Linked DNA regions of Mus musculus: all the other regions are linked to region 3. Evidence: chromatin contacts called from public HiChIP or PLAC-seq and promoter capture Hi-C data. All regions are on one chromosome and are shown on one strand. The core of a region is the stretch at or near the end of the contact, and the rest is flanking DNA. Distances in the headings are between cores, read along the strand shown.

Evidence for each region. Promoter capture Hi-C pulls out the DNA fragments that hold promoters and counts their contacts. HiChIP or PLAC-seq counts read pairs in DNA pulled down with a chosen protein or histone mark.
Region 1: a contact with region 3 is called in a FOXA1 HiChIP or PLAC-seq map of pancreatic cancer cells. The contact joins the promoter of Aqp1 here to the promoter of Mturn in region 3. A contact is called at or near these places in 2 of 115 datasets of contacts at active chromatin or transcription factors (extraembryonic endoderm stem cells and pancreatic cancer cells).
Region 2: a promoter capture Hi-C map of embryonic stem cells shows a contact between it and region 3, with 3 times the contacts expected there. The contact joins the promoter of Mindy4 here to the promoter of Mturn in region 3. A contact is called at or near these places in 15 of 39 promoter capture datasets (the 3T3-L1 cell line, 3T3-L1-derived adipocytes, the C10 cell line and 7 more), 1 of 484 Hi-C or Micro-C datasets (embryonic stem cells), 2 of 115 datasets of contacts at active chromatin or transcription factors (large pre-B cells and stem cell-derived neural progenitor cells) and 2 of 9 other capture datasets (embryonic stem cells and liver).
Region 4: a promoter capture Hi-C map of stem cell-derived epiblast-like cells shows a contact between it and region 3, with 7 times the contacts expected there. The contact joins the promoter of 6430584L05Rik here to the promoter of Mturn in region 3. A contact is called at or near these places in 3 of 39 promoter capture datasets (the 3T3-L1 cell line, liver and stem cell-derived epiblast-like cells).

Annotation. Positions count from the first base shown.
Region 1 is chr6:55,334,305-55,338,817 of GRCm38.p6, reverse strand. It overlaps Aqp1 (aquaporin 1), which reads right to left and starts at 2,519. Exons shown (of 4, transcript NM_007472.2): 1 at 1,944-2,519. The coding sequence starts at 2,327.
Region 2 is chr6:55,201,410-55,206,336 of GRCm38.p6, reverse strand. It overlaps Mindy4 (MINDY lysine 48 deubiquitinase 4), which reads right to left and starts at 2,954. Exons shown (of 18, transcript NM_001142781.1): 1 at 2,768-2,954. The coding sequence starts at 2,830.
Region 3 is chr6:54,678,543-54,683,427 of GRCm38.p6, reverse strand. It overlaps Mturn (maturin, neural progenitor differentiation regulator homolog (Xenopus)), which reads right to left and starts at 1,804. Exons shown (of 3, transcript NM_001289740.1): 1 at 1,497-1,804. The coding sequence starts at 1,658.
Region 4 is chr6:55,395,583-55,400,482 of GRCm38.p6, reverse strand. It overlaps 6430584L05Rik (RIKEN cDNA 6430584L05 gene), which reads right to left and starts at 3,596. Exons shown (of 4, transcript NR_046179.1): 1 at 3,510-3,596.

The DNA of each region.
Region 1 (4,513 bases), core at 1,270-3,769, 650 kb before region 3:
TAGCTCCAGCCAACAATATAAGCCAGTAGTGTCAGAGTAGCAGGAATGACCCCAGAACCTAGGCTGCTTGTGAACCTCAGGATGCTCACCTCCAGGAAGACTCAGTGGCTAACAACAAACAGGGCTTAGGGTGCCTGCCTTCTTCCCCAAGCTGTTCTCACACTGGCCTGAAGCGTTTTTTCTCCTTCAGCTGTATATATCTTGCCTGACACAGATACTCTGGCACCTCTGGAAAACTGGGGAAGGGGGGTAAGGAGTCTGAAGTGGGGTGTAGCCAGGCTCAGGTGCTGCCTGCTAAAGCAATCACATTCTGCCTCTACCTTGGATGACCGTATTAGAAATGCAAAGCCTTTGCCAGCAAGGGCATAGGTCTTGCCTGTCACTTGACTTGGAAGAGACAAGATCTAGGAGGGAGCAGGCACTGCTTCCATCCTCCCCATCCCCCACCTCGGTAGCAACTCGAACCTCCTCGAAGGAATTCACTAAGGCACCTAGCCCTGCTCCTATTGGAGAGACTGAAGTCTAGAGGGACACGGCCCGTCTAACCCTGCTCCAAGTTTTCTCCAGCTAAAGTCTAAACTCCAGCCATGGGGCTAATCTTCAATCCCCAGCTGAGCAGAGGTTGACTTAAAAGTGTGATGGTGAGGTGTCACTGTGGTACAGAAGTGCTCATCCCTGCAGCAGAGCCACGGCAGCTGCCCTCTGCACCAGACTTTCACCTCCCTCCTCCTGGTCTGCATCTCCAGGACCTGAACTTCAGCTGGGAAACGAAAGATGTCTAATCACGCATAGCTATCCAACTCACCGGACAGAGTCCTGGCTCACGCCCTTGCGCCTATCCCCATGCATCTACCCTGCTGGGGTCCAGCCAGCTTCGTTTCTCTGGACCTTATTCTACCACTCTGCCGTTAGTCTTTGCCTCTGGTGAGGGACTCCAGCCTATTCCATTCTGAGACACCCTACACCCTTACTCAGATACTCCTGCTAAACCCAAGTGAACTCAGTCATCATGGGCACTTAGCTAAGAAACTGGAAAAGGTCAGTGGCCAGGCAGCCACCACAGAGGCCACTTAGTCATGTAGAGTAGCCCAAAGACAGTTATGTTGAGCAGTCGCCACGTACTGTTGCCAGCGTCTGCTTATCATTAAAGCCAGGAACAATGGGTACAAGTGCTTACACACTCTCCAACAACACAGCATCAACGTGAAAATAGCTTACACAAGTTCAGGACCCAAGCAGACACTCACACACCTTCGCTTCCACCTCCGCACACAACAAGCCAGCATGCCCCACGGTTCAGTGGCCAGGGACTGCTGAGCTGAGCCCTTCTCCTGAACTGGTATCTAGAAAACTCTCCCAAAGCTCCAGAGAGAGTATTGTTCTCTCAACTTTGTCTAATTATTGGGGGTAGAGGGAGGAAAGGGGGCTGTCTCCTGACTTTCTGAGGAAGTTGATTTGGGGACCTGGCTAAGGATTAGAAGCCGATTAGAAGCCCAGGCAACTTATCAAGAGAGTCACACTCAGACACTTGCAGAAGTGGCTTTAAACACACTGGGTAGCTGGAGAAAATGTACTCGGGACAGTAGGTAGAGGTTGCCTAGTGCACGGGACTGCAAAGGGGGAAGGTGACTGCTCAGGTAGCTCAGAAGAGGGGAGGAACTGCTGGCATGCACCTAGCTGCCCCTCCAGCTCATTCCTGGCAGTAGCTACTCTGCAGGGGACTTTGGCACAACCATATTGTCTAGCTCCTCCATTCTCACAGCACCAACCAGCAAAGAGACCATGCAGTACAACTGAGTTCTAGCCCCAGTTCTCAGCATGACTCCAGAAACCTTCATCCTTCTCTCTGTTCTTCAGTATCCCCCTTGTACAGTAGGCAAATGGAGCCAGCTCCCTCTCTGTCTTCTCCTACAGACACCCTAAGCCTAAGATACCCCACTCACGTCATTGCGGCCAAGTGAATTGTCGACTAGGGAGGAGGTGATGCCCGAGAGAATGGCCGTGGCGACGATGGCTCCCACACACTGGGCGATGATGTACATGACAGCCCGGAGGATGCTGATCTGACAGCTGAGCAGGAGCCCCAGTGTGACCGCAGGGTTGAGGTGAGCACCGCTGATGTGACCCACACTTTGGGCCAGAGTAGCGATGCTCAAACCAAAGGCCAGCGACACCTTCACGTTGTCCTGGACCAGCGTCTGGTTTCTCTCCAGTGGGTAATTGAAGCCTAGGGCAGAACCAATGCTGATGAAGACGAAGAGGGTCATGGCCAGGAACTCAGCCACCACAGCCCTCCAGAAGAGCTTCTTCTTGATTTCACTGGCCATGCTGGCAGGGACCTCGACTTAACCGCTGGATGCCTGGTGCTCAACTCCCTCCAAGAGCTGAGCCACAGCCTGGGCTGGGCCTATTTATAGGGCTGGGTGGGGGGAGCACAAAGGGAGGAAGGCCTCTCCTTGCTCCTGGCCCGCCCCACACCACACGAGCCTCCTCGCTGCGATGGATGCAGACAGGGCTCTGCTGTCTGCCTGCCAACTTTTTCCTTCCTCCTCTCCCCCTCCTGCCCTCCCTTGCTCCCTCCACCCGCCTCAGCCCTCGGCCCTGCCCAGCGTAAGGAGGCAGGAGGCAACCGTTGCTCTAATAGGCTTTGGGAAATTCTTCCAAGCTGGCTCTTCTCAGGGGGCCAGAGAAATCCAGGTGTCCCCGCCCAGCCTGCAAAGCTCAAGGGTGCCTGAGGGCAGAGGCTGGCACTCTAGAAGGGGTGGGGAATAGGGGTTGTCTGGACTCCCCAGACGGACATTGCCCTCCCTGGAGGTGGCACCAGAAATTGCCTGCCTGTCCCATCCCACTCTGAGCAGAGTTAGTAATCTGAAGTTCTCAGGCTGAGAAATCTGTGGGCCAGTCTGGCCTCCAATGTCCTGGCCTGGGCCAAGCAGCTGCATGTCACTTTGGGGATGTGTCCTCGCCCCCCGGGCCTCATTGATGGGAGTAGAGAAGCTTTCTGGGAGCCACCTATCATTCTTTAGACAATGGCAGACCTTAGCCAAGCAAGGTTGCTGGAAAACTCCCCCAATTCCTCAAACTTAAAACAATTTGAGGCCATGATTTGAGAGGGGGTGGGGAAGATAATGTTGCTTAGGCTTTTTTTTTTTCTCTAATAGATAAAGTAGCTAGCAGGTCACTGAAGAGATGGAAGGAATGACAGCTGGACCTGAAAAGGAGCGAATGGGAGACATGGGCTGGGGCTAAGAGACAGATGCAGTGATGGGATGATAGGCAGAGCAACAGGAAGCATTATCCGAGTGATGGTGGAAAGTGGAAGAGGTTTCCAGCCTTGCAGGAGACAGCGGCCAGGCTATGGATGTGCTCACGCATACAATATTCAACTGGGCACTGGATTCAGTCACTAGCATCACAGGAAAAAACAGCACGTCAGAAACAGGAAGAGACAAACGGAGCAGAGGAGACATAGGCCGGACAAGAATCTAGATAGAGAAAGAGGAGAGAGGAAGGTAAGGGAGACCAGAGGCACTTTCCAACACCAGGAGGGGTGGAGAGGAGGTGGGGGCAGACAAAGCACCCACCATGTTTCCTGTGTACCCCCAAAATCCCGAGTAAAGGACCAGAGAACTGGTCGGTCACTTGCCTACTGTTTGAGTGTGCTGGAAGGTATACCAGGCCCATAGGGAGGCTCTCTCTGTGGCCACAAGGTAGGACCTGTTATGATTGGTCCCTCTCTTTCCATCTTAGTCCTTATCAGAATCATTGGCTTCTTACCCATCAGAGGTGGAAAAACAACACTCACTGAGAAAGAAGAAATGTCTTTGAGTCTGACATCTGTCAAGATAGGGCCAAGCACCTTCTATCCTACAGAGAATGACATTGTCCCTCAAGGGCCAGGTTGTATTCAGCCACAGTCCTGGAACCAGATGTGACCTACAGAAATCCCATGCTATGTTTGATGGGAGCAGGTGGCTGGTTGGGAAGTAATTTACCACCACACACCTAAACACTTAGAAGGCCAGGAGGAGTGGCTCTGAGTAGAAAGGTGGTGTAGTGGCTGCTTGGCAGCTGGATGCAATCAAAGACTTATTAACCCTCTAGAGAGGCAGTCAGGATGATGGAGCAGGCACTTCCTGGAAGCTCTACCACATCCTATATTCTGAGAGGTTTCCCAGGGACACAGCCCCCTCAAGGAACTCACTCTTTGGGCCCAGGGGCCTCTAATCAGAGATCTTTCTGCAAGGCTGTGTAGGGCTCAGATCTGATGCTGTCTGCCTCAGGGACCTAATCAAGAGGATTCTAGGAAAACAGTAGGGAGAGCTGGCCCTGCACCAAAGGCTGGTGGGGCCCGGCAGCAGAACTGTGCATCAGAACCAAGTGAGGTATATGAGCATTTGTGGACCTAAGCATGTCTGTCCCAAGAGGCTGTGGCAGTACCTGCAGACCAGGTTTGTAGCTGAAGTATGTGGTATGCTAGTGTGTGTGTGTGTGTGTGTGTGTGTGTGTGTGT
Region 2 (4,927 bases), core at 1,705-4,204, 520 kb before region 3:
TAAAGGGGAGATAGGTCTGAGTGCTAGCCGGGTAACACACAGCCTTCAGGAAGGGTGCCAGATGGGGCTCCCAGGGCAAGGAGGCGTCAAGGTCCAGCCTGCTCACCCTTGGGCAAGTTTCTTTGCTTCCTTGTCCTATAACACTCTGATATGAAAAGGAATACTGTAAGTATACTTATCTTCCAGGATGGTTAGGGACATTTGAGAAGATCAATCACCATCTAGGAGGTACACACAGGGTGGCAAAGGCCTGTGGTGATCACAAGGTCTCTGTCCCACAGCAGAAGCAATGACAAAAGTAATTACAACTGTGCATGCTGGTATGCCCCTGTACTTCCGAATACAGGAGTCAGAGGCAGGAGAATCAAGAGTATAATGACAGTCTGGGCTACACAGAGAGCTTAAAAAGAACCTGAGTAATACAAAGATGGCCCTGTCTCAGATCCACCCCAAATACCACCAACAATAACATAAGCAGTTGCCCGGCCCATGGTTCTGGCTCTCTGTGACATTAGTTAGGGTTTCTACTGCTCTACTGAAACACCAAAGTCAAAGAAGCTTGGGGGTGGGAGGGGGGCATAATTTGGTTTACACTTCCATATCACTGAAGGGAATCAGAACAGGGACTCAAACAAGGCAAGAACACAGAGGCAGGAGTTTCCATGCAGAGCATCCATGGAAGGGGGCAACTTACTGGCTTGCTCTTCGGGACTTGCTCAGCCTCAACAGCCTGTATTCATATAGAACTATCCACTATGGACTGGGCTCTCCCTCATCAATCAGTAATCAAGAAAATGCCCTAGAGGCTTGCCTATAGCCTGATTTTATAGAGGCATTTTTTTTAAATTGAGGTTCCCCTCCTCTCAGATTACTTTAGCTTATGTCACACTGACATAAAACTAGCCAGCACAGGTAGTAAATAAAGACACCCCTCTTTGTACTTTTAGATATAAACCATGGGAGGAAGATGGTTTCTGAGGTGTTACCTAGTTGGGAGGTCAGCTTGGTGTCTCTGTCTAGAAGGTGAAATAAGCAGATGTGACCACTGTAATAGAAGTGTCAAGGTGAGTCCAAGGACAATCCTGATCAATTCTGATCATGGGAGTGACCAGAAGTGCTTGGGGAGAAACAGGCCTTGTCACAGGGCAGAAGCGATCAAGGGAACCATGAAGGAGAAGCTAGGGCCAAGCTGTGAGGCCTCAGGATTGTCAGTGAGGGCTCAGGATTGCACTCAAGAATTGAAGGCCTCTCGGGTACTTCTAAATCTAACCCAGTCTTAAAAAGCAGCAGCGATCAGCCTCTCAGGGCATGACAACACGGATCATCCAACTTGCATCAAGGACTCGGTGACAGAGAGTCAAAGCAGAGGCAATAAAGCCAGGTGCATTGCAATGTTTCCAAATAAAAATCATTCTGAAAGAGCACACAGGCATTTCAGAACAGGTACAGTCAGAGCTGGTATAAAGTGGCAAAACCAGTGAAAAGTTGAATACCTGTGTTGTATGTAAGTATCCAGGGCAAGGAGGCGTCAAGGTCCAGCCTGCTCACCCTCGGGCAAGTTTCTTTGCTGCCTTGTCCCATAACACTCTGATATGAAAAGGAATACTGTAAGTATACTTATCTTCCAGGATGGTTAGGGACATTTGAGAAGATCAATCACCATCTAGGAGGTACACACAGGGTGGCAAAGGCCTGTGGTGATCACAAGGTCTCTGTCCCAGAGCAGAAGCAGTGACGAAAGTAATTACAACTGTGCATGCTGGTATGCCCCCGTACTTCCGAATACAGGAGTCAGAGGCAGGAGAATCGAGAGTGTAAAGACAGTCTGGGCTACACAGAGAGTTTAAAGAGAACCTAGGCGCTGCCTGGGCATCACTAGTGCTCACTCATCAGACATGAGTGGACTGTAAAAGTTCCCGTTAGAGAGAAGATGAGGTAGTAACGTCAAACTTACATTTCAAACTAATAGCACATACCTAAACTTCCACCATCTGACCTCAAATCCTTTTCCTTTGTTCCATGCAAACACACACACACACACACACACACACACACACACACACACACACACACTCACACATACGCACGCACACACGCATGCATGTTTCAATCTCAAATTAGTGCCCCTTGGGCCAGCTCAATATGACATCATGTGGAAGCACAGATCCCTAGTGTATAGTCCTCAGCCCCTTTGTGTAAACTACAAGCCAGTGTGGGACTCCTGGAGTCTAGGAAGTGCCTTCCTCTCCTAGACCCCCATGGGGGACTCAAGAGCCTCCCTAACTTGTAAACACTTTGAAAACTCTTCTGGCAGTAAGAGAATTTACATAATTCCCCCCACAAAAGCTCATTCAGCAGCTAGAATTTCCATCATTGATTAAAATGATCAAAAGGACTGCCTGTCCAGAACTTTCCTTTAGAAAGTTCTTTTCTACAGACATGTCCTGTGCTCCTGGCTGGGAGAACTTGCTCCGCCCTGGACACCCTTGCCAATCTGGCACTGCTGTGACAGAGGGGACCAGGGGAGGGCAGCCAAGCAAGCGCAGGCCTGGCTTTGTGGACGTGCCCTTGCATTAGGGAGGGCTGGCTTCTGGGAAATGTAGTTTCCTTGTCCCGAGAAAGGGGCGCTCTTGGGGAAATCTCTGAGGCGAACAGAAGGCATGGAATGCTCCCCCCACCCTCGAAGGTGCAAAGATGCTAATGGAAACCACTGGTTGCCCCCCAACTTAAGAAGATACTAGTGGGTTTCGGAGTGTCCAGACATTACCTTTCTGCTAAGAAACTCCCTGACCAGGGAGGCGGCCACCTCCTCCACGTACAGACTGTCCATGCTGCTAGCGCTGCCCACGAGGCCACGCGGCCGCCTGCAGCCCCAGGCCCCTTAATCCGTTGGGCCCAGTAAAGCGGCGTTGCCGTGGCGACGGTGGCATCCGCGCCAGGAAGAACTCCTCCCCTTCCTGGGAAACAAGCGTTCTAGGAGGGCGGGAGAGAAGGGAGGGAGGAGCATCCTCCAAGCCGCTACTCTCTGCCAGTTGCTGTGCCAGCAGCTGAAGGCGGGACTTAGCCTATGAGTTCTGGGCGCCGAGTTGACTGACTCTGGTTTTTTGTGGTGGATGTCACTGGCCTAATCAAAGGTTCTATTTCTCCATACACAAAATGGGAAACACGCCCTACCCTGTGGTTCTTAAAGTCTGAACTGGCAGGGAAGCAGGGCCCTGACAGTCCACCCTCAGGATTGCAGTTACCTCCCGGGTTCACTTGAGACACAGACTTCAGTGTTCTGGCCTCTGTTATGGCAAGGGCGCTTAGACTCCAATTTCTGGCATCTAGAAACTGGAAGGATGGGAAACTGCCGAAGCCCAGGTCTTTGCCAGTCCCTTGGGTAGCACCTCAACTTTCTCCAGGACTGTACTTTGCCTGTTGCGTTGGTTTGCTGGGGCTGCTATAATAAAACGCCGCAGACTGTGGCTTCAACAACAAAGTTACTACCTTGCAATCCTGTATGTAGCCTGCAAGCTGGTGAACAGGTGGCACCAGGGCTTTTATGGCTCGAGTTCCCTCCCGTTGACATCTTCTTTCTGTGTCTTTACAGAGCCTCCCTCTAAATGTATCTGTGTGCTATTATTCATCTCTTCTTAGAACACTGAACACAGTTAAGTGTTCACCATAACAACCTCCTTTAATGTTACTGTACCTCCAGATAAGTCACATTCTAGATGCTACAAGGCATTAGGACCTCAACTTAGGAACGTTATGCTCTCAACTCAGCACATATCACCCACACTCCTACATACAAATTATTTTCTCTAAACTAATGTTTCTTATTTTTTTCTTAAAATTGTTTCCAGGCAGTGATACTCACAAAATCTTAGGTTTGTATGATTATTCAATTCTGAGAAACCTTAAAACATTTATAAAATTAGAAAGGTATGTTGTATGTAAGATTGTCTCACAGCCAACGGCACATGCACTGTGTCTGGAGACTTCATGGTCCGCTTTGGTGTCCTGAGGATGTCATTGTATTAGGACAGTTATAATTTCCAGGCATCCTCACCGTCTAACCCTCCAAGGAGGTCTCTGCAAACTCACCTTAGCTGCATGTGGGTAAAGTGAAGATAGCAATCAGGAACCTTGCCAGGGGACCTGCTATTTCAGATGTAAGGACACACTAGTAAATGTGTTATCATTTAAAGCGCAAGGCAGACTTTCTTACATAGACATAAGTAAGACAAGAGCTTGCATGTCAAAAACCGGTAATTGCTTGTCTTCGTTTTGTTTTCTGTTGCTGGGACAAAATACTGTGATCCACAGTTGTAGGTTTCAGATCCATCACAGAAACAGGAGCTTGAGGGAGTTAGTTGGTCAGATCACACCCACAAACAAGAAGAGAGCACAGTAAATATATGCATGCTCAGCTGCCCTCACTCTTGGTTAAAGGTGTATTTATTTTTATTCTGTGTGGGGAAATTTGCTTGCATTTATGCATGTGTACCATGTGCATGTGTGGTGCCAGGGACTCAGAAAAGAATGTTGGATCCCCTGCAACTGGAGTTACAGATAGTTGAGGGCCACCATGTAGGTGCTGGGAACGGAACCTGGAACGGAGCAACAAGTACTCTTAACCAGTAAGTAATATCTCCAGCCCCGCTTCTTCACTCTTACACAGTTCAGGATTCCTGCCTAGAGAATGAAGCCACCCACAGTGGGCAGGTCTTCCTGCCTCAATTACCATATTCAAAATGATCCCCCTCCACCAACCTAATCTACATGATCCTAGAGGCTTTCTTCCTAGAAGACTCTAAATTGTGTCAGGTTGACAATTTAAACTATCACAGTGTTTGCAGAAGAAGAGGATCTTGGTGAGTCCCAGCCCAACCAGGGCTACATAGTGAGACACCCTGACTCAAACAAAAACAAAAACAAAAAA
Region 3 (4,885 bases), core at 555-3,054:
ATATTCCTTTAGAGCCAACTACCTGTGCTTAGAGGCACAGTGCCATCCGTCAGATAGATACCTCTGACCAAGGAGAGACCAAGCCTTCATCAGTGTTTGTAACTATTTAAACAATCTTAAAGTTTGTAAACTGAAAGATGCTATATAATAGTCTTACTGTTAACAAAATTTCCAAATAGCAGAGATGCTACTTAATTCAAATTCCTTCAATGCTTAACAGATTTTACACACACTACACAAGTGTTCTAACTAAGCTACATTCTTAGTTCCAGGTAAGAGTTTATACAAAGATAGGGGGGAACACTAGGTCTCTGAACTTTAAATTTGCAGGACACTTGCTGTGCATCAAACTGCTAGGTCTACTTCAAAGATTGCCAGAGAACTGGTATTAGGAAGCTAATTTTGTGGGTAGGCAACTCAAGGGAAGACAAGTGAACAGAACCTAAATCTAGCTGCCACCCAAAACCAGGATCATATTTTATTGGGCAGATGTGCACCTGTCCTGTCCGGGTCTCAGGGATCCTAGGTTGAACTTCCCATGGATGGATGAGGTGTACGGACCCAGCGGGGTGGGGGGATATGTCCAGCTTTGTCATTTCACCTGATGAGCCAAGCGGTCGATGCACCATGCACCACCCCATCTTCCTCTGCTGCAGCAGCGCCTCCAGCCTCAGGCCATCGACCACACGATTACCCTCATCCCCAGCTGCCTCCATCTTACATTTGGGGACTATTATTTACAGTGCTTACAAACACTCCACGAAGCGCCATCCCTGCCCTGCCTACACACCTCCCATCACAACCGCGTGCTCTCAGTATCTCCTTCCTAAACTGTCAGCACCAGAATACCTAGTGGGAGGGATGCTGGCCAAAGGTATGGTCGCTGTAGTTCCTGGTTCTGGTCCCTCTGGACCTGGGTGTGTGGGGTTTTCCTCTGGAAAAGCCGAAAGGCCTCGGCGAGGACACAGTAGCCTCATGGCAGGCTAGAACCCGAATGGGCTACAAACACTTGCTGGCAGCTCATTGAGGAGCTAGGGAAGCAGGAGACCCGGGATAGGCGTGCCCCCGCGAACGCGCGCGTGTGCACGCGCGTGCATTTTTAAGCTCCAGGGCGTAATTCCGCAAAGAGGGTCCAAAAGATCTATCACTGCGGGTGTGGACAGAGGCTTTGTGTCCGTTTGAGAGACTCGCAGGCTGGAGAGGGGGCCCTGTTGGGAGGAGCGGCTGCAGAGTTGTGTCTGAGACCCCGAGGGGGACTGACACCTCTCGGGGACCCGACCTCGGATCCTGCCGCAGGGACTATGAGCCCCGCCCGGTGGGTGCCCCATAGAGGCTCCCATGGGATGCTCTTAGCCACGCGCCCGGTGCGCGATGGTCCGGTAGGTTGCCACACCTCCGCTCCCTGGCACCCTGGCACCCTGCCACCGCTATCCGCCCCACCCGGCCCCCCTGGAGGAGCTTGGGCAAAGCGGAGCGCGCCCGTCCCGTGCACTCACAAAGCTGTCGCCGCAGCCGTTGTCCGGACACAGTACGTAGAAGGAGACGCCCGGGTCGGCGTAGAAGTCCATCCTGCGCTCCGTCTCCTCGGCGGCGATGAGCTCAAAGGGCGTGCTGGAACACCACTTCTCCGCGACATCTGCCAGCTGCTGGAAGTCCATGGCGGCGCCGCCCGCGCCTCCTCCGGGGCTCACGGCTCCCGGGTCTGTTTACACCGCCCGCTCCGCCTCCGCCCCGCCCCCACCCCCACCGCCCGCCTTGAAAGGAACCCAAGCACCCCGGGGCCCCGCCAGTCCGGGGCCGCCCCGGCTCGTGACGTCACGAACTCTGGCCAATCCCCGGAGCCCTACTCGGCGCCGCCCGGAGCCCGGTGACGTCAGGGTGGGCGGGGCGCCCGTCTCTGCAGGTGGCGGCGGGGTGGGGCGGGGCTGGCTCCGGACCCCTGGTTTGGAGCCAGTTTGGAAGGCTTTCTCTGGAATCCGCTATAAACGCGAGGGACGCACCCAGAAGTACAGATTGCTTGGTCCTTGCCAGGGCTGATTGTAGAGGTGCTGCGAGCACCCGGGGAAACAGCTTTGCTTTCTACAGAAGCCAAAATTCGGTCCTCCCAGGAACCCAGAGTGTGTTTTCTAGACTGATTTGGAAGGAAGTGTACACGCACATCAAGCTGCGTGCTTCTTACAAATACCTTCACTGATTTGGCTTGAATTTATATTATATGACTTAAAATGGCCAACTGTTGTTTTGTTTGTTGGGTTTGAGGTTTTGTTTTGTATTTTGAGTTGCTGGAAAATTGAACCCAGAGTCGTGCTTTTCAGGCATGTTACCACCGAGCCACACCCCAACCCTGCTTGGAAAGCAAGGAGCCTGCCCGTTGACTACACCTGTTGAATGCTCTGGCTGCTGCGTGCCCAGCAGACACACTGGTTTACAGGGAGTAGAAGAGTCCTCGTCTGAACACTTGGCTTCCGGAAGGGACACATTAAATAGCATTCATTCTATAAACATTTATTCGTGGTTATTTTTAAACTGCGCCTTCTGAACCAGGAGCCTTGCTAGCTGGGGTGTAAACATGAATGAGCTGGGGTCTAAACGCCTCAGTAAGCTGGCAGTCTAGCCAAGGGGAGCCCAGCTAGTGCACCTGTTATTACAGGCAGAAGACGTTATTCCACAGTCATCTGTTTTGATCATTTCTGTGGCAGAATTTCCTTACGTTTATTTGCTTGTCTTTGCATTTGTCTTTAGACTGTGGGAGTGATTCTTCCTCTACTCCCTGACTTCTGAGGCTAAGAGAACCCACTTGACAGTGTGACTGGGATATGTCCTGGGAACCCCAGTTTCCACATCTGTGAAAATGGGTATATATTCATGACCTTATAGTTAGGGTTTGAGAAAGTGTGTGTGTGTGTGTGTGTGTGTGTGTGTGTGTGTGTGTGTGTGTGTGAAAGGAATAGAAATCCAGTGGGTTTTTCTACAATTTACTCATTTTTATCTGTATGAGTGTTTTTGCATAAATGTATTGGTGTGTACCATGTATGTGTCTGGTGTCCAGAGACCAGAAGAGGGTATTGGATAGCCTGGGACTGGAGTTACAGGCCTTTGTGAGCCACCATGTGTGTATCATCAAATCTAGGTTCTTAGGGAGAACAGCTAGATGCCTTAACTAATGAGCCATCTCTCTAGCCCTGGGTTTTTTAAATGTAGGAAATTTGATTATATGCCTAGGCTTATAGCAGTACTCATTGGTGTCCGATGTGTGAAGCAGTATTGATTAGCTTGACATTCTGTTAAACCAAGCATGAATGTTAAATTTTGGATGGCTGCTGATTTGACATGGCATTTATGTAATATGTGTAGAAATGTGCACAAGCTCGAGACTGTCTAACACCCAGAATGGATGCTGAAATTCAGTGGTGCATTAATTACACTCATCTCTCATGATCTACATTTTGACTGAAATAATGGAACAAGAGAGAGGGGTTATCTTTGTTATACAGGAGCAGAGTCTGGAGGAGGGCCAGCCAGAACACATCTGGCGAGGGGTTGATCACGAGGCTCCTCTGTGAGGGCCTTCATATAGCTTGACAGATAAGTTGAGGCAAACTCCTCTCTGCTGCCTCACTAGAGACACACATTAGAACAGAGGCTGCGTAACAAAGGACCAGGAAACTTGGTGGGATAAACTTCGGGCACAGTTTTGTAGGCTTAGAGTCTTAAAACTTACACTTAATAAGCATTGTCAACCACTTCAACACCCCTTCTAGCCCACTGTCTGAAGGGAGGGGAGAAAAGATGGTACATAGACAAGGGGATGTGGACCTGTTTAGAAGCAGTTCTTTGAGGGTGATTCCAGTCTCCGTTTGTCAGGATGCCAGCAGTCCTGTTCTGTAGAGTCAGGATAGCAATCAGGAATCAGCAGCGGCGGCATGATCCAGCAGAAGCAGCCAGGTCTCCGAGACAGTGGGAGCGACTAGGAGCAGCAGCGACCCCAAGAGAAGTTCTCTGCTGTGCTTCTCTCAAGGAAGTGAAAATCCACAGACTAGAGGTCAGCTAAGCATTGCAAGGCTAGCTATGCAAGCACACTGCCACTGTCCCTTGAGTCCCCTTTATATTCTCTCCAAACATCACAGTGTCCTCCAATAGGTCTTTCCTCAGCAAAACACCATGTGAGTCTGCATCAGATGACACAACCAGAAATTTGCACTTCAAAACTTTCTGGTTTTGTTTGTGGATTGTGTGTGTGTGTGTGTGTGTGTGTGTGTGTGTGTTGTTTTGTTGGTTTGGGTTTTTTTGGGGGGGGTGCGGGGGAGTGATGTTGGGGATGGAGGAACCCAGGTCCTCTCACACATCAGGCAAGCAATTTCCCCCTGTGCTGCAGACCCAGCCTAAGGTTACTGTCGTCTTTTAAAATCGTGATACTTACAGAAGTGCAAGGCAGAGCACCAGAACTGTGCTTGACTCCTCAGTGACACCTGTACTTCTGTGACTGAATCAGGAACGCAAAATGGTCGGACGGCCACCGGGCAGGAGTGAAAGGCGGCCACCGGGCAGGAGTGAAAGGCACTTAGCTGGGTGCAGGGTTTACTTACACTAAGATTGGCTCTCTGTAAAGCAGTTCAACCACAAACTCTAGAATCCCAACACCCAGAAAGGGAGGCTCGCTCTCAGCTCACATGGAGCTCTCCATAGACCGTCTCAAGAAACCTTTTGTGTTTCTTTTTTTTTTTTTTTTTTTCCGGTGCCCTGTGCTGGTCTCCTTGGAAGAAAGAACCTCAATTAAGAAATGTCTTCATCAGATTGACCCACGGGCAAGTCTGTAGGATGTTTTCTTGATTGTTGACTGATGTAGGAGGACAGTCCGCCATGGGGAGGTGCCACTCCTAGGCAA
Region 4 (4,900 bases), core at 2,347-4,846, 720 kb before region 3:
ACGTAGCCTTGTGACTGTCTTTTCCAAGTCATGTCCAGCATAAGACCTCAACTTAGGGTGTTACTTCGGGACCTCTGAAAAGTGAGCTTTCTTCCTGCTGAGCATTTTCAGGGGCTATACAGAATGAGTTTCTACATTAGACATATTCAGTCATATTCAGAGTAGATTGTACACTTTGCTGCCAGCCTGCTGGTAGAAGGGTCATATGCCATTTCCACTCAGCTGTGCCCAAAATCACGGAGCTAGCTGCCTCTTTCCTCACTTGTGACATGGAGCTGGTGGTAACTGTTCAGCAAGCTCTTTAAATGGCATGCGTGCACACACTTGAATCCTAGAACAGCGCCTGGCACTTGGATCGTTTTTTCATTGCTCAGTCAGATGCAGCCACTCCTTGGCTGCAGGCCAGAAGATTGTGGTGCCAGCAAATGCCATATGGGGCCTTGGGCTAGCACTTTTTCTCTCTGTAACCTCCACATTTAATGATTTAGGTTCTCCTGGGATCAGGTGAGTAGGAGCAAAGTGGACCTATGTCTAACCATCCACCCGGCCCTGGACCCCCTTGCAGACCCCATCCATTGTCCATGAACAAGACACTCACTGGCTTGGGAGAAGATTCACTCACAGGATCACAGAGAGGTCTTTGCAGAGACACCAATGCTAGTCATGTCTGAAAAGCCTTGTCCCACGTTCCCTAGGTGAACACGGAGAGCCCTGAGCCCATAAGGTCCAAAGGAGTGAAGCCTGGGAGCAGGGCTCAGTAGACTAGTGTGTGTCTCACTGAGCTCCCTGGAGAGCTGAGTGAACTCCCACAGAGTCATGCTTCTGGTCTTGGAGAGTGATAAAGCCAGGAGGATTGCTTTTGGGTTTCTTCCTGGTACCCTTGCACCCAACCACCAAGTGTTAAAGGCCATAGAAACCATTGAGGACTCACTGATCAACCACACAGGGTCCAGAGAGCTTGCCTTCTCCCTACCCAGGCACCATCATGCTGTCAGGCAACCCCGCCCTTCGAGAGCTGCAGTGACCAGCCTTACATCTCAGCCTCAGGCTCAGTGTCTGCTCTTGGGAGCAAAGAAGACCATTTCCTACCATCTAGGTAGTAGAGCGGGGAGCCAAGCTGTGAGAGGAGACATAAATAAAAGGCAGCCTGCGAGCAGCCAACGTGGCCCCTGGCACCAGCACTGTGTGTTCAATAAGAGCTGGGCTTTCTCCCTTCCATGCCTCTCAGCCAAGCTTGGTCCACCCCTGAAGTCCCAACTCCCAGCAGAGACTTCCCCCCCAGCACCCCCCTCTCCCCTCCACCTTCTTCCGGGAGCCTGTTCTGTAAGCAGGTCTTGTGGTAGCAGCCTCAGCCTTAATTTTAGTTCTGGGCTGGGTAATTTCCCGTGATTACAGGCCCTGTCAGTATAGCAAGCACTCCAGCTGCTAGCAAGCCAGCAGGCCTCATCAGAGCAGGGCCAGGCACATGTTCACACACGTGCCTCACCCTCAGGGACACATACGAGAGAGCATGTGTGTGCACTAGCAAGCATTTGCACACTCACACTTGCACACTGATGCATGCACACTCACATATATGTACACACTCAAATGAACATTCAGCTTATTCAGGACCAGGACCCGGGCGTCCTCAGCCAAGTTGTGTGTACATAGCCTGCACCATGTTCATCTTACCAGCGAGAACTCTCTGTGCCGTGCACATGTATAGCATCCCCTCTCCCACCCCCAGAGCAAATGATGAGTCTGACAACAAGGACAGGGACAGCAGACATAACGGGGCACTGTGGGACAAGGGCTTTTCTCAGGGACCCTCCCCTTCCTGCCAGAATCTTTCTCTTCTCTCTCCCCTAGGCTTTCCAGGCTAGCACTAGAAAGCAACGCCTTATCCCCTTCCTCATAAGCACTCTGTGTGTTCATGCCGGTGCTTCCATGGCTCGACAGTGTCCCAGGAAGAACATGTGCTGGAAGATCCCGGGGTGGCAGTGTTAGAGTTGAGGAGGTATTAGAAAGTAGAGCCATGTGGCATGTAATTAAGTCAGAACTACTCATGGAAAGAACTAATACTGATATTGGGGAATGAGCTAATTCTTAAGAGAATGGGGTGCTACAAAGCTGTTCCTGGTGTTCAGACTCCCCTTTCTGCCTTGCCCTGTGAAGTCTTCAAACACACACCCTTCCGCATGTGCTCCCAGTGTGATGCATCCACCACGTGTTGAGGAACCTAGAGGTCCTCACCAAATCTGAGATGTCCCCATGTTCTTGGGCACCTAGAACTGTGAGTTAATCTCATGCCTGGTTTTTACGAATTACTCAACTTCAAGCATTTTGTCCTAGCAACACAAAACAGTTGAAGACAGACATCTGCTATGGATCATGACTAGGACCCACTCCATCTGTGGATATGGCTGTAAGTGAAGCAGAGGGAAGACTGGCCATATAAATGGAATGCTTCGATAATGTATAGCTGGTCCTTGCTGTATAGGACTTCCTGGCTGGCTAGCTCCAGAGCTGACACTTACTGCACGTTCACAGACATTCTGGACCATTTGAGAGGCTTGACACACAGTGCTCAGCCAAATGAGAGGACACTCTGCTTTTTTGTTCCAGGTGTCCTACTTTAAAAACAAATGTCACGTCAGGGAGGTGATAAGGTTTATTTTGTCCCTATTTGTTACATGGGCTGTGAAGGACAAGAGAGTCTCAGTTTAGGGTCTGCATGGAGTCTGATGCAGCATGATGTGACTTACACACGGAAAACTGTGACAAGAGGATGGGTTAGGACATCACCCTGGTTAGAATGATTTGGATGATCCTTATTGGTTGGCTGGAAGAACTGGGTGACCCTTTGTGGGACATCTTATAGGACAATCACAGACGCAAGCTTGAGCTTCAGGGAACTACTTGGTGGTGTCCCTATAGGAGGAATGCCTACTGAGCTTTCCCCGGGCCCCACACGGCATCTTTGCTCCCCATCCAACTACCTTCTACATGGAGTTTCCTGTGCTCTAGCACCACAGAGACTAGCTTTGAGCCTTCATATGCAGACATGATCATGGAGAGACACACAGAATTTTGCCTCTGCCTTCTTGCCAGCCCCTTTTTCCGACTTTCTCCTTTCAAGCCATCCCCACAGCTGCATTGACAGCTCGACCACCCATTTCACATGCCCTTCTTCTCCTGTGTCCCCCAGACAGGCCTAGGTCTGAAGATCTTATCCCTGACTGTAGCATCCCTGGGCACAGCCTGCCTGAGGGTGGCCAAACACAGATGGCTATGGAGCCCAGGCTCCATATTCCTCATTCCTATGGGCTTGAGTAAGGGGCTTCCAAGGGGGTGTAGGCAATGGGCAGAGCTGTGGCTTGGCCCATCTGGTCTGTGCTGAGCCCTTGATGAGGAAAAACTGGTTTCAGAGCTACCGCACAGCAAGGCTGCTGGCTGAGCCACTGAAGGCCTTCTGTGAGGACATGAGAAGCCCTCAAATTCCACCCAGACTGCTCCTGTCTGCTTACCTCACATCATGATATCCAAGGCCACTGGATGTCTGGGAGGGCCCTCTGTGAAGGCCATCTGTCCAGCAAGAGACCAGAGCTACACATACCAGAGCCACGCCCAGCAGAGCTGTGGACCATGCCGGTGCCATGGCGATGCCATCTCGGCCAGCCTTTCCCAGCCCGGTAACCATGGGAATGTACTCAGGGCTGCGGCTGCTTATGCAATGCCTCTGAGGGAGGGAGGCTCGCGGACCCACCTACTTGCTGCAGGGAAGCCAGAGCCCCAAAAGAATCTGTGAACACGTATGCTACCCACCTGCTTCTCCTCACTGAGAGGCAGGGAGAGCGCCACACATTCTCATCACGTATCATGTAACAACACACTACCTGGGTTAGAATGACCTCGAGGGGAAGAGAGGACAAGAAAGAGAAAGTAGGGGCAGGGGGAAATTCTAACTAGGAAGATGTTGGCTGTCTGCATGCAGAAAGGCTCCAGCCACTCTGGCAGCCCCAGGACCCAGATGTTTGTATTATTGAGGCAGCACAGCTGCTGTGTGTGCTATTCTGGTTTCATTGCCCTGAATCTGGGAACTGGAGCCTCCTAGAGGGAAGAATGGAGAGCTGAGATGAGCGTAAGCTTGCGAGCCAGCCAGAAAGAGCACTGTCCACAGGAAGAGGTTCATACACATGAGTGAGCCAATCAGAGCTGACTGAAAAAATAAATCCAACCCTGCTGCTTCTTGTTATGTTCCAACACCACATAAGGGCTCCAGGCGTGGGGCCTCTGGGAGCCCCTGAAGCCACAGGCTAAAGGCATCACAGGCTTCTAGACACAAGCTTCAAGACACAGGCTTCCTATAGCAATTGCAGCTCTCCCGGGTCCTCTCCATCCTGGCCCTATCTCTCTCTTTGCTATCCCTCCCATGTTGAGTCCCACCTCTTGAGATTCCTGGACCTCTGAAGGTGCCCCAGAGTTCAGGAGACTCTGGCCCAAGTTCTCCTAGTCCCTCAAGCCCCAACCTTCACCTTGGCTGACAGAAATGCCCAGACAAATGGTCAGTACCCTACTAGTCTTCTCTCTCCTTGTCTCCACAATGCCCCCAACTCCCCGCAGTCTCTTCTTTTGCTTTATCAGGACCCCAGGACCCAGCTGCATGCACAGAGCCTCCTCTCCTCCCAGGGTTCCTCCTCAGCTTGCTACTCCACCCTGACACTAAACCTCCCAGGTCCACGTCCCATTCAGTCTGCATCCTTCCCCTCAGCTCCATGCCCACTGCATATGCTCTCTTGCAAATAGAGCCAAGTCTCTTATGTCTTGTCTCCGAGAAAGGCTAACCCTGCCTTCTCTAGTTGAGGTTCCCAGATTATTAATACTGACTGGTCATCAGTCACCCATGTGCCCTCCTCTC